Regions from separate parts of the Mus musculus genome. Here region 1 is linked to region 2. Evidence: chromatin contacts called from public Hi-C data. All regions are on one chromosome and are shown on one strand. The core of a region is the stretch at or near the end of the contact, and the rest is flanking DNA. Distances in the headings are between cores, read along the strand shown.

Region 1 (3,068 bases), core at 88-2,587, 340 kb before region 2:
TCAGAATGACAATGCCTACCCCCCTCAGAGTACAGATGCTGACAAATAATTAACCTTTCACTAAAGGCAGTGTGTGCAGTATCAACTGCAGCTTCCTCATCCAGGATGTTGACTACAACCTGAGACCACATCTCTTCAGAGACGTCTCACCCCACCTCCTCCCTGATGCTGTAGCTGATACATGCACTGAGTTTCCTGACTGCTGCTGCTGTGTCTCCATCACAGTCCATAGCTCACACCATCCCTTCTGCTCTGTATGGGTGCCTGTCATTTCTTCACTCCTGTTCACCCCAGCCAGATCAATTCCAAAGCTGTGGAGTTCACAGCAGTTCCTTCTATAAAAGCACACCTCGGGTTCCACTCGGTTTGTTCTATCATAGTGTTCACAAATGTGTTGTTAGCATCAGTTTGTGGGATGTTAAAATCCCAGCTCCGGTTGCACTACCATAAAAATGAGTTTAGGGAGGTCAGATATCTTTTCCTTCCTCTGTGGCCTCAGTTGTAAATTGGCTTGTATCTATCAATGTACCTTAACGAGCAATGTCTCATTATTAAATTACTACAGATACAGCAGGACCCAGAAAGATAACGGACATATCGGCATCTCAAACACTAAAACATCAATCACAAAAGAAGGAGTCGTTTAAATGGAAACAGAGAATCCCTATAGCAGTAAATGGGATTCTAATTCACTAATCCTGGTTGGCTTCTAGATCTTCTGTGTGGTTGACTATGACTCTGATCCAAGGAGTCACTACTGATCCAGGGCCAACAACCCAAATGCCACTATAAGTGTGCACCATAGTGCACTATTCACCACCATTATCCGTGCCATTCAAACCACAGAACGCTCCCATATCCTCCATGAAGCCAGATGCTGGGTTTCAAAGGTAGGAATGGAGTGGAAGCAGAGGTGCTCTGAAGTGTGGGGGAATAGCTCAGGTATGTCCTATTTTTCAAGTCCTGCTCTAGAGCATGGGTCTGTCCTCACAGACACCCTCCCTTCCCATCAGACGCCAGAACACCACCAGCTGGCCGGGTAGAATCTGAAAAATATTGTGACTGTAGACTTTTTTCACTTTAAAGTTACACACACAAACACAAAATGTCTGCTTCTACATTTTAGTCAGCCATCTCCCATATGAAGTGATGGGCTTAAACAGTAAAATAATGATATAATGGGAGGAAAGGAGTCTTGCCCCTGGCATCGGGTATTATAAACAGCAAGGAGTGCCAGCGTAAACCTTTCTGCAAGAGACTATGTTCTTTGTCAAGCCATGTCTTCTTTTTAAAATATGCTTGCTGCCATATGTCAGTGCTGGGCCAGCTGCAGTGCTAAGAGGAGCCTTGACTCGAGTTGTATAATGTTTTACAGGTTTGCCTCGGGGGTCACTCTCTGCGAGGCCTTTACGTCACAGTGAGAACTCTGACAAACAGAGAACAGAAAGATGCCAAGAAAGGCAGAGTTGGAGAGGGGAGGACTGACGGGGATGGAAAGGAATACTGCACAGTGCTCACAGCCTCTATTTATCTGGCCCCCGCCTAATGCCAGAAGCAATGTTTTCATTACTAAGAGAAGGAAAGAGAGGGCAGGGACAAGCATGAGGTTATGTAAACATTATCAGCAAATATAAGATTAGAAACACTCAGCTAACCCTCCTGGCTATCTAATCAGAAAGGGTAAAACAGTAAAACATGCATCTTTGCAAACGTTTGGTATTTAATTATGCACCCGCCATCGTATCCATCCTGGTAAAAACACAAAGAAAATGTTTCCTAGTTAGATTAATATGTGAGTACATCTCGAGAGCTCTGCGGCTGGCTTCGCGGAGAGCCTCAGAGGCAGCAGTGCCGAATCTCGTCCTATTAATACAAACTCAAGCTGACATAAAATACGAGTCAGTAAAGCTGAGCATGAAATCACTTGAAGAACAGTGCTACAGTAAATGGCATTAAATGTTTTCAAAAGCAGAGTGGACGATAGCGTTTCCTGAGCCGCCTCTACTCCCACAAGAACCACATGCCTCATTATAAACCTATTAAGTGGGTTTTAGATCATCTGCAGAGCCTTAGGCTGTTCTTCCAGATGCTTAGAGGTCCAGAAGGCTCGGTACACAGGCCGTTATTCAATTCCCTCTGTTGTCTTGCTTTCATCACAACAAACTCATTTGATATGAATGCCAATTTTCCAGTGACTTTTAAGTTCCTGGTTACAGTATGGAAACTTATGCACAGATGAACTTTCAGAAAATTTCAATGTAGGCAAGACAGGAGGGGAAAAGGATGGTGATTCCTAGTGGGAGAGAGGGATTTGGGCAGAGACGGTAGGGAACAGCAACTAAGATCAAAACACCTTGTATACATGTAGGAACCTTTTCAATAAATAAATGTAATTTGTAAAAAGAAAAATACAAAGCCATCTCAATAAGAAAGAAAGAATACTGGCTGGTCAAAGAAAGCCTCAAAGCCTCTAGATGAGACCCAACAGAGTTGCTCACAGAGACCTTGCAGCCAGAGGAAGATGGGAGAGGCCCAGGACATAAGAGGTGAAGATTCCTGCTACGGGCATAAGCCAAAGTATAAGAAGCTCGAAACTGCACATGTTGACTACATTGCAATGTCTCCATCCTTACAGAAATGCCAAGGAATTATTTTTGTACCAGTTGAGAGGAGAAAGGAAAGTTAGCTATGATTGTTTCACGTTTTTATTAGTAATTATCTTTGTTCTAAATTGATGCCAGCATCCAAGGTTTCTTCTACCACGAACAGAGACCCTGAGTCTGTTTCAGTGCTTTTTCATCTTCAGAGACAGAAGGGTTGCTCTTCTACAGTTGACTGCACCAACAAACAAAGCTATGCTTCTTTACTCTTGTTTTATATTCTCCTGGTCTTGCCAAATCTTCTCTCCCTCCCCTGCAACCGAGAGACTCCTAGCATACTCCTCGCAGCACATGTGAGAACACCCAGCCAAGAATCTAATAACACCTTCCAAGAAAAGCATAGAAATATTTTGTAAAGTGGGTAATTTTTTCCCTGAAATAGTCGAACCATAGAGGCAACTCTCAGCC
Region 2 (3,493 bases), core at 858-3,357:
AGGGGACTCTTTTCATTCCACTTTAAATGTGCTTTAGGGAAAATGTGATAAAACTGAACAACTTTTACACAGAAATATATGTTCAAACTTTTATTTACAATATTTCAGAATATCTATTTTAAAAATCCAGAGGTGATCTCACTATATTCCCTGTGGATTTTCCTAACATTCTTCTCTTGAGTTTACTTCAGCTCTGCAGCAAATAATCCCCAAGGATTCTCCATGAAGGGGAGGAAGGCAAAAACAATCTCACAGTCACAAAATACATCACAAAACACCAAAAAGTATGACAATCACTGCAACATAAAATTGACCACAAATTCATAAAATCTCATTTCCACGGGGTAATGCTTTATACTGTGTGGTGACTAGTATTCTGCACTAATGTGGATAGACCTTGGTTTCAGATTTTCTGAATGCTTCTCTGAAGTTATGACTTTAGAGGAAAAGAGCTAAGCCTGGACCTTTTCCTGGCCACAGTGTTCACACTTATGATTATAGCATGTCCAAGAGCGCAGTATTCTGTCAGCTCCAGGGAGCATAAACAATGCAAAGTCTACAATAGCCAACAAACAGAAACAAACTTCATGTCTATCAGTGGAGGAATAGTTAAAGAAAATGTGGTAAGCAATCACAATGGACTTCTGTTTGGCCATAAAAAGAAGAATAAAACCCCGTGATTTGCAGCGTGTATGAAACCGCAAGCAGTTAAGCTAAATGAAACTGTTGGGCACAGAGAGATGGGACTGTGTGGCTCCCTCACAGAGAATATCAGAAAGTCAGTGGATGCCATAGAGATCGGGAGTGGGATGGTAGTGACAGGAGACTGGGGACATGAGGGAGGAGGAAAAGGATGATCAGTGGGGACTGAGTTAGATAGGAATCAGACACTCTGGTATTGCACGTCAGGCAACCACATAGAGACACAATGTACCATACTCTCAAAACCTATGAGAGAGACTTTGAATGTGTCCCAAGAAATGACAAGCATTTGAGGGCACAAATGTGTTTACTTATTCAATGAACACACAATGTACACCTACCCCAGTGTGTCCAATAAGAATGTGTAATTTTTTTAAGATTTTGTTTCAGTTAAAAGTCTAGCTAAAATTTTAAAGTGCTAAGTAAATTTCTTAACAAAACAAAAACAAAACAAAACTGGTAGTTTTTGTTTGTTTGTTTGTTTGTTCATTCGTTTGTGTTCTGCCTAAGTACTTACAGATGTCAGAGCTTATCTGTGCACATCTGAGGACAACACATATGTAAACAGTATTTTCATACAGTTAAGTTACCAGCATTAGCCCTCTTTATCTCATTTGCAAATACATCTTCATGATTTTCACAGTGTTTTTTCAGTGTCTTAGAAAGTTGCCGAGACGTGCCTTAAACTCAATATGTATGTAAGCCCAAGCTAAATTTAACCTCTTAACAATCCTCCTGCCTCTGCCTCCTGGGTGCTTGAATTGCAGGCATGAGGAAACACCTCTGGTCATTACATTTCAAATTTTAGTTACAATTATTTACTTACTCTGCGAATGTGTGCACACATGTGTACCACAGTATGCATGTGGTGGTCAGAGAACAACCCTTAGTAGTCAGTTTTATATTTTCTTTCATCACATGGTTCCCAGAGAACAAACTCAGGTCATCTAGCTTGGCAGCAAGGGTCTACTCTCCCAGCCATTTTGCTGGGCTGTGATGCTTTTGGAAACCCCATGCCAGCTGTGACTTCACAGTCAGTTACAACACGAAGGGCAGGGAGGGAGAGTTATACCCACCTCTGTGGTGCGCAGGCTGAAGTCAGACGAATAAGAGGGATTTATCGATGGCGCCAGAGGACACAGTGGGAGCTTGAATGTGCTCTAGGAAGTTGTGAAATCTTTTCTCTCTAGATGCTTCGTGATGAAAATACTGCTTGCCTTTAGGCAACGAAAGAAAAAAATACATATTTATTACACTGTCTTAGCGCTAACGTCCCAGCCATCCCTAAAATGAAGGGAAAGGGGCTGCTGTTGACCGAAGAGGCATGTTTATCTCTGACTCACTCACATTATTGGCTCCAGGCAGAGAGCAGATGTAGGTCATCAGGAGGCAACCGTGGCGTTTTGGCTGGTCTGCCGAACTCCAGACTCTATCGTCTATAGTTTGCACAAGCAGCTGTGTGGTAACTGTTAGCATTTACTCCTTCAAAACAAAAGGAGTGCATCCAGCAGGAAGAATAGGATACAAAGGTTTACACCCTGTTTTCACCATGTTAAATGTAACACATGTCTAGCGAAAATCTGTCTCTCCCAGAAGCAACTCTACTGAGGACATTCCCAGAGTAGGTCAGTGGAAGCTAAAACCTGCCTCCCCCACCCACACCCCATTTCCCCGCCCAGTATGGCCAAATTTCTGGAATTTGGATTCCCTGGCTGTGAATAATGAACTTCTGTTGTTTTGTTTTTGTTTTCCAAGAGAGAATTAATCTAAAAGTATAATTTTTTTTTCCTGGCAATGCTCTCCTCACTCTCTGGCTGTCCTCAGATAAGCTGCATAGCTGTACTGATAAGATACAGATTGCTCAGCTACTGATGTGGGTGTGGGTGACAGCGGAAAACCAGACCAGAAAACCGAACAGTGCAGGCTCCAGGCCATCCTCCTTCCCTACAAACAGTGATTGTATCCAATGCCCAGCCAGCATCAGAGGAAAACACACTGAAGGAGGACAGACGCCTGGATGTCCGTGACTAAACTCCCATTCAGCCCTGTGACACCCATCAGAAGTTAACAGAGCTTGGGTCCAGTGAGACGGATGGATCAGTGGGTGTTAGCTACCAAGACTGATGGCCTGAGTTCAACTCACATGGCAAAATGAGAGAACTGACTCCTGTAACACGTACTGTGGCACCTCGTGTGTGTGTGTGTGTGTGTGTGTGTGTGTGTGTGTGTGTGTGTGTGTGTGAAAATAAGTAGATGTAAAATTAAAAAATATTGAGCTTATCTTGCCAAAAGCAATCTACAGATTCAATGCAAACCCCATCAAAATTCCAACTCAATTCTTCAACGAATTAGAAAGAGCAATCTGCGAATTCATCTGGAATAACAAAAAACCTAGGATAGCAAAAACTCTTCTCAAGGATAAAAGTACCTCTGGTGGAATCACCATGCCTGGCCTAAAGCTTTACTACAGAGCAATTGTTATAAAAACTGCATGGTACTGGTATAGAGACAGACAAGTAGACCAATGGAATAGAATTGAAGACCCAGAAATGAACCCACACACCTATGGTCACTTGATCTTCGACAAGTGAGCTAAAACCATTCAGTGGAAGAAAGACAGCATTTTCAACAAATGGTGCTGGCACAACTGGTTGTTATCATGTAGAAGAATGAGAATTGATCCATTCCTATCTACTTGTACTAAGGTCAAATCTAAGTGGATCAAGGAACTTCACATAAAACCAGAGACACTGAAACTTATAGAGGAGAAAGTGGGGAAAAGCCTCGAAGA

What was found. Hi-C and Micro-C count contacts between places; a contact is called where the count stands out from the background.
Region 1: a Hi-C map of uterus shows a contact between it and region 2, with 5 times the contacts expected there. The contact joins two enhancer-like sites.

What each region holds. Positions count from the first base shown.
Region 1 is chr6:141,380,005-141,383,072 of GRCm38.p6, reverse strand. All of the region lies in intron 1 of Pde3a (phosphodiesterase 3A, cGMP inhibited), which reads right to left. Among named protein-coding and RNA genes, the nearest start is that of Gm10400, 41 kb to the right of the region's middle. Within about 2 kb of position 1,337, at least 53 of the 459 cell types and tissues checked have an H3K27ac peak or open chromatin away from gene starts, as enhancers often do. A contact at or near this core is called in uterus, where this site is marked.
Region 2 is chr6:141,040,720-141,044,212 of GRCm38.p6, reverse strand. Gm30524 (a long non-coding RNA gene) reads right to left here. Exons shown (of 4, transcript XR_869563.2): 3 at 2,050-2,184; 4 at 156-1,919. Among named protein-coding and RNA genes, the nearest start is that of Gm30524, 87 kb to the right of the region's middle. Within about 2 kb of position 2,107, at least 40 of the 459 cell types and tissues checked have an H3K27ac peak or open chromatin away from gene starts, as enhancers often do. A contact at or near this core is called in uterus, where this site is marked.